Regions from separate parts of the Mus musculus genome. Here region 1 is linked to region 2. Evidence: chromatin contacts called from public HiChIP or PLAC-seq data. All regions are on one chromosome and are shown on one strand. Each heading gives the region's core, a stretch centred on a gene start, on an enhancer-like site or on the middle of the called end of the contact. The rest is flanking DNA. Distances are from core to core; before and after follow the strand shown. Region 1 overlaps Crybg1 (crystallin beta-gamma domain containing 1). Region 2 overlaps Crybg1 (crystallin beta-gamma domain containing 1).

Evidence for each region. HiChIP or PLAC-seq counts read pairs in DNA pulled down with a chosen protein or histone mark.
Region 1: an HNF4G HiChIP or PLAC-seq map of pancreatic cancer cells shows a contact between it and region 2. The contact joins two enhancer-like sites. A contact is called at or near these places in 2 of 484 Hi-C or Micro-C datasets (bone marrow-derived macrophages and nephron progenitors), 3 of 115 datasets of contacts at active chromatin or transcription factors (embryonic stem cells, pancreatic cancer cells and regulatory T cells) and 3 of 9 other capture datasets (adipose tissue, liver and pancreatic islet).

Annotation. Positions count from the first base shown.
Region 1 is chr10:44,042,434-44,045,631 of GRCm38.p6, forward strand. The region is part of intron 2 of Crybg1 (crystallin beta-gamma domain containing 1); the gene reads right to left. Among named protein-coding and RNA genes, the nearest start is that of Gm40636, 76 kb to the left of the region's middle. Within about 2 kb of position 1,323, at least 41 of the 459 cell types and tissues checked have an H3K27ac peak or open chromatin away from gene starts, as enhancers often do. A contact at or near this core is called in pancreatic cancer cells, where this site is marked.
Region 2 is chr10:43,976,196-43,979,360 of GRCm38.p6, forward strand. Crybg1 (crystallin beta-gamma domain containing 1) reads right to left here. Exons shown (of 22, transcript NM_001368305.1): 10 at 603-638. The region is part of intron 3 of Gm40636 (a long non-coding RNA gene); the gene reads left to right. Among named protein-coding and RNA genes, the nearest start is that of Gm40636, 9.5 kb to the left of the region's middle. Within about 2 kb of position 1,361, at least 53 of the 459 cell types and tissues checked have an H3K27ac peak or open chromatin away from gene starts, as enhancers often do. A contact at or near this core is called in pancreatic cancer cells, where this site is marked.

The DNA of each region.
Region 1 (3,198 bases), core at 73-2,572, 66 kb after region 2:
ATTAATATGTACTAAAAGTATTTAACTGGCCAAATTTGCCCAAACATTAATTTTAAAAAAGAGAAAACAAGATTCTAAATGGAAAGTTCCACATCATATACTTAAGTATTCTAAAGTTATGAGTTAAGCTAAAAGAGCATCAAATAAAATTCTAGTTTCCTTCTTATGCTTTAAGTAGTTTTCAAGCTGTAAATGTCACTAGAGCCACGCTCCCCTCATTTCACCCAACCTGAGATCCCGATCCTGTGCCTAGCCCTTTCCATGGTCTCTTCCTTTCCTATTTCCCAAGATTGTATCCCTTGAAAAAATATACCTTCAAACATATCTGAAGCCCAGTATTCTCTTCCATAGCCTGCCTCCACGTTATATACACGAGACCTGCCACACCTGCCCAGAGACAGCTCTGCTTGTGCATGAAAGCTCTGCATGGAGTCCCTAGACACAGCTTCTACTGATTACCCTCTGGTCCTGGGAAGATCGCTCCCCTGTAGGGCCTGCTCTCCGAGGGATGAAGAAGAGACCCATGCAGTCTTTGGAACTAGAGTTGCTCGTCCTCCCATCGGAGGAAGACACTAAATGTATTTAGTTTCCTTTCTAAAATTTTATTTATTATTTAATATGCATGAGTGTTTTGTCTGCAATGTGTGTATGTGTACCATGTATGTGAATCAAGCCTATAGGTGCCGGAAGAGCGCATTGGATCCCTTGGAACTAGAGTTACAGGTGGTTGTGAGCTCCAGATGTCAGTGCTGGGAATGGAATCTGTGTCTTGTGCAAGAACAGCAAGTGCTCTTAGCCGCTGAACTCTCTCTCCAACCCTCCAAATCTATTCTTAATATCTCTTTTTTGTTGTTGTTCTGAGTCAGGGCCTTACTATATAGCTCAGGCTGAAATCAAATGGAATATCCTTTGGGCCACCACAGGGCTTATTTAGTAATCTGAATGTAGCTAAAACTTCTAAATGAATTTATGTTAAGAAGTGAAGTCAGTCATTGAGATGGCTGTCTGTAATTCCAGCAATCAGGAAGCAGAGTCAGGAGGATTGCCATACGTTGTAGACCAGCCTGGGCTACATAGTGAGACCTTGTCTTCACAGCAAGAACAATAAAATACTAAACAAAAAGTAAAAGCGTTGGGACTTTAAAAGGCCAGTTAAAGTTTCCTGGGCGTTTTTAATCTCCCCAAATATAAAAGCACATAAAAAAGGGAAAGACTGTATAATTACAAAGGTTTGTAAGTTGTTGCACACTATGGAGATTCCTGATGGACTGCTGACGCATCAACAGCCTGGTGGCTTCTATTAAACACACCAGCACTGGGCTGAGGGTGTGGCCCGGCAGTAGAGCCCTGCCCTGCTCCTCAGTTCCACCCCCAGCACCACAAAGATGGACGATCACAGCTGCCTTTCTGAACACAGACTTTTTTAGCATTGGCTTTTCAGAAGACCACAGACATATTTAACGACACGGTCACATTTGGGGTGCTTTGTGCTTTGCTTTGTTTTGTTTTGTTTTGTTTTGAACCCTGCTGCGGGTCAGCCTCTGAGTCACAGGGTAGTTTGGCAGATGTAATCACTGCCCTCATTCCTTCTGAGCGAGCAGCACTCCTCTGATAACGACATAACCATGCATCATATTCCTTAGTGGATAAGGAAACCCATGTTTATCCCAGTGTACCCAGGAACATGGTACAGGGGGTGTCAATGGATGAATGTGTTTTGAAATTGCATCTTCAAAAGTGTCTTATGTTCCATAGAAGTAGAAGAAAAACGTCTAGAAAGAAGACTCCCGTTCATGTTAGCATCTCAGTAGACTCGGAATCTAGGGTATCACAAGGTCAGGGTCAGCCTACGGTGGAATCTGTGCTGCCAAAGCACAAGCTCTTGGTTGCTCTCTTCTTCCTCTTTCATGATCCACTGAACTGTGCATGTCACCTTTCTGTTGGCATCCCACCCCCAAACCCCCATTCTCAATGGTGTCAGGGACTGCTCACCCTTCCTGGAAATGCCACTCTCTGTGAGGGCCACTTCTCCCTTCCTTCCAAAACAGGTTTCCTTATACTATTCCCAGTTCTCTCTCCTCTCCTCTCCTCTCCTCTCCTCTCCTCTCCTCTCCTCTCCTCTCCTCTCCTCTCCTCTCCTCTCCTCTCCTCTCCTCTCCTCCCCTCCCCTCCCCTCCCCTCCCCTGACCTCCCCTCCCCTCCCCTGACCTCCCCTCCCCTCCCCTCCCCTCCCCTCCCCTCCTCTCCAACATTTGATTATCTTGTGTGGTGTCTGTGTGCAGGTCCAAGTGAAGGGCCATGGGTGTGTGCATGTTCTGTGAATGTGTTCCTGAGGGTGTGAGTGCACATACATGTCTGTGCATGCATGAAGAGGCTGAGGTGAATGTCAGCTGTCTCCCTTAATCATCCTCTACCTTATTTTCTGAGGCAGGACCTCTTACCGAACATGTAGATCATCAGATGGCTAGGCTGACTGGCCTGCCACAGCGCCACCTACCCACTGCTGGGATTACAGATGTCCACCACCACACCCCACTTTTGCATAGATGCAGGGGCTCAGACTCAGGTTCCTGTGCCTGCACAGCATGCAGTCTGCCCACAGAGCCATCTTCCCAGCTTTTGATGGCCATATTTAAAGGTAGAAAGGACCAGTGGCTCACAGCTTCCGGTCGTTATCTTTCTGATAATATCTGTTCGATTCTATGATTCTTGCACAGTTGCAAGTACAGCACAAATAACAAGAACTTTACTGTGGCTCTATCTGGAGGTTCTAATTCGACGAGTCATTATTCCAGAAACCGAGGAATAAGGGAATTAAATCAAGCACTTGTTCTGGCTTCCTCATGAGCCTTTTAGGTAGTGAAACACAGGATAAAGGAAAGTTCCTCCAATAGGAAAGTGTCAACGAGCAAACATGGCTGGGTGAGGTGATGGCTGAAGCGACAGTCATGTGACCTGTACCGCTGTCTGGTATGGGCTCTGAGAAGGAGTGTCCAGAGGAGCATATCAATCTTCATGAGAATGAGAAACTGGTGGGTGTTTGATTATACACAGCACCATCTGTGAAATAGCCTTCCCCCAAATAAATGAATCAAGAGCCTGTGGTGGGTTTACTGCTTGCCAGTAAACACTGGGGATGGGGGGAAAGTTCAGTGACATCAAGCACAAAGCAGAGGGACACAGGATGTGGGACATTCC
Region 2 (3,165 bases), core at 111-2,610:
CTGCAGAAAGAGTTGGGGGATAGAGCTGGACTCATGGCTCTGCAGGAAGAGCTGGGGGATGGAGCTGGACTTATGGTTCAGCAGGGAGAGCTGGGGGATGGAGCTGGACTTATGGTTCAGCAGGGAGAGCTGGGGGATGGAGCTGGACTCATGGCTCAGCAGGGAGAGCTGGGGGATGGAGCTGGACTCATGGCTCTGCAGGAAGAGCTGGGGGATGGAGCTGGACTCACAGCTCAGCAGGCAAAGGCTGAGCTCAATCTCCCCCAAACAAGCTGAAAAGCTTAAAAGCTCTCTTCTGTTGCCAGCAATGGGCTCATCAATTAGCAAATCCAACCAGGAATGGTAAAGTTAATAGAACAGTGAACCTTGGAGGCCATGCTAAGATAACCGGTGCCATTAGCCTTTTCCTGAAGTTTAGTGGGAGGAAGACTTAGTGGTGAAGTCACATTAGCATCATATACTTAAAGATCGCAGAATAATTTCTCTCTTCCCTACCCCCTCACTTCTGGATGCACACCCACTTATATTCTCTCTCTCTCTCTCTCTCTCTCTCTCTCTCTCTCTCTCTCTCTCTCTCTCTCTCTCTCCCCTCTCCTTCTTACCTTTGGATCTGTAGGGAATTCAACTTTACGGCCACCCTAAAACAAAACAAAACAAAAAACAGCATAGTAAAAAACTCAGTTTCCACTGAGAGTGTTCAGTATTATCACAGTAGTTACAGTAGGTGAAGCACACAGTGTGATTGGTTACTTTATGGTTTGTTTTAATTTATATAAGATGATGCCAAAATTATCAAACTGAAATGAGGACACAAGACCATCTACAGCAGAGACGTACTGGACATGCACAGCTACTGTGTGCTTCTGTTCTGTTCTGTTGTTTTTGTTTTTGTTTTTGTTTTTGTTTTTGTTTTTGTTTTTGTCTTTGTCTTTGTCTTTGTTTTGTTTGTTTGTTTGTTTGTTTGTTTGTTTGAGTGCAGAGAAGTCAGACCCAGGGCCTTGCAATGCTGGCCAAGCACTCCACCCCAGAGCTACAACCAGGCCCCTTGGTTTATTTTGCTCTGTATTGTTTTTTAACTAGGAAATTTTCTTATACAATTTTAATTTGTATCCCAAGAGTCAGTGCTATGTGCTTCTTGTTCTTTTGAGACAGGGTCTCACACACCAGGAAGACCAGGCTAGCCTCAAACTTGGGATCATCCTGCCCCAACCTACTAAGACTTCTTCCTCTTATTTCTCTCGCTAAATAACCCTTAGGTTTGATAACATCTCACAGGAAGTGAGTTCTACCTTCTGCCCAGGCAATCCAGCATGGGCGGTCCTTCCCAGGCCATGGTCTTGGCCCACATTCCACTGCTCCCTCTGATTCCACTCCCAGCAGCCTCGCCCTTTGTATTTCCTGCCTGGCCCTGGGAGGCATCTGACTTAGCAACCCATAGCCTACAAAAGTGTTAAAGTTCACACAGCAGGAAATAATAAGAACTATTAGATAACAGTGAAAACCTCTCAAAAGATGGCATCATTACACTTTTGTATTAAAAGAGTGGGGTTGTTGTTGTTGTTTTTAAGTAAAAAACAAAACAAAACTAGAATTAGAGAGGAGAGTGTTGCCTAAAAATACTGAACAGGCAGAAGTCAGTGGTTGATAAACTGAGAGATTTCCCTCGATGTGTTTTTGTGAGCTTAAAAGCTGCAGCCAAAATCCTCAAATGGCCCAAATAAACTGAAACCATAAATAGGCTAGCTCAACCAGCAAGCTAGCCCTTATACAACCAAGGGAGTGCCTGCCTAAAATATAGTCTTTGAGGGCTGGAGAAATGGCTCAGTGGTTAAGAGCACTGGTTGCTCTTCCAGAGGTCCTGAGTTCAATTCTATTAACTACATTGGTGGCTCATAACCATCTGTAATGGGATCCAATGCCCTCTTTTGGTGTGCATGAAAACAGAGCACTTGCATACATAAAATACATAAAAAATCTTTAAGAAAAAAATAATCTTTGGGGGGAGGTGCTCAATAAGCCTCAGTTTTAAAACCATCCATCACATTGATTTTTAAGCTTGAAATAACTCTGTCATACATTACCAAAACTAATAAAACTGGGAACTTTGAAAGTGGATTTAATTTAAAAAAAAAAAAAAAAAGGGCCTCAAGTCACCTGCATTGATCTGCAGATAACCAAATCAGGCGTGTCTAACTTTCTAATCTGTCTCCTCGGGCTGCCTCTGAAGATACTGCAGTGTGGACTTTCACAAGCAAGTTCATAGCAGAAGCTTCACCCTGGTGTTCAGTGAGCACCTAGCATCAAGTGGCCCACATCAGAGCCTAGTGTGGTAGACTCATCCCACCTAAACCTTCATCCCAACAGAGCAGCCAGGGACCAGGGACGGGGGTAGGGGTGGGGCAAGGAACTGGAAGCACAGGCTCCAGGTAAGGAGGATGAGTGTGGTGGTTTGTATACGCTTGGCACAGAGAGTGGCACTATCAGAAGGTGTGGCCCTGTTGGAGTAGGTGTGTCACTGTGGAAGTCTGCTTTAAGACCCTCACCCTAGCTGCCTGGAAGCCAGTATTCTGCTAGCAGCCTCCAGATGAAGATGTAGAGCTCTCAGCTCTGTCTGCACCATGCCTGTCTGCCTTGCTTGGATGCTGCCATGCTCCTGCCTTGATGATACTGGACTGTATGTCTGAACCTGTAAGCCAGCCCCAATGAAATGTCTTTATAAGAGTTGCCTTGGTCATGGTGTCTGTTCACAGCATAACACCCTAACTAAGACAATGGGCATTGACCCCTCACCCCAGCTCTCCTTCACCACTCAGCCCTGCCTCCTGGCACTACCTCTGTGCTGGTCCTCAGCATTCCCTGCCCAGCTCTGTGCCTGCCCTGGCCTCATACGCATCCTCTGCCAGCTCCAGTGGGGGCAATTCTGCTCCCGTTTAAGATTTGACTGTGCATTCAGATGGTTTTCCTAACTATGCCCTGCCCTGCCTCTCATCCCACCGAATGGGGTTGCTTCCACTTTCCACAAACAGTTCTTCACTCACTAGGCCTCTCTGGGCTGAAGTTGGTGCAGACATCTACTCTGTGAGGCAGAAGATGCTCTCCGTGCAAAGGGCATAGTCTTGTCCACCTTTCTTAACCAGGAAGTTGTTTCTACTCTTTCTATCCAGC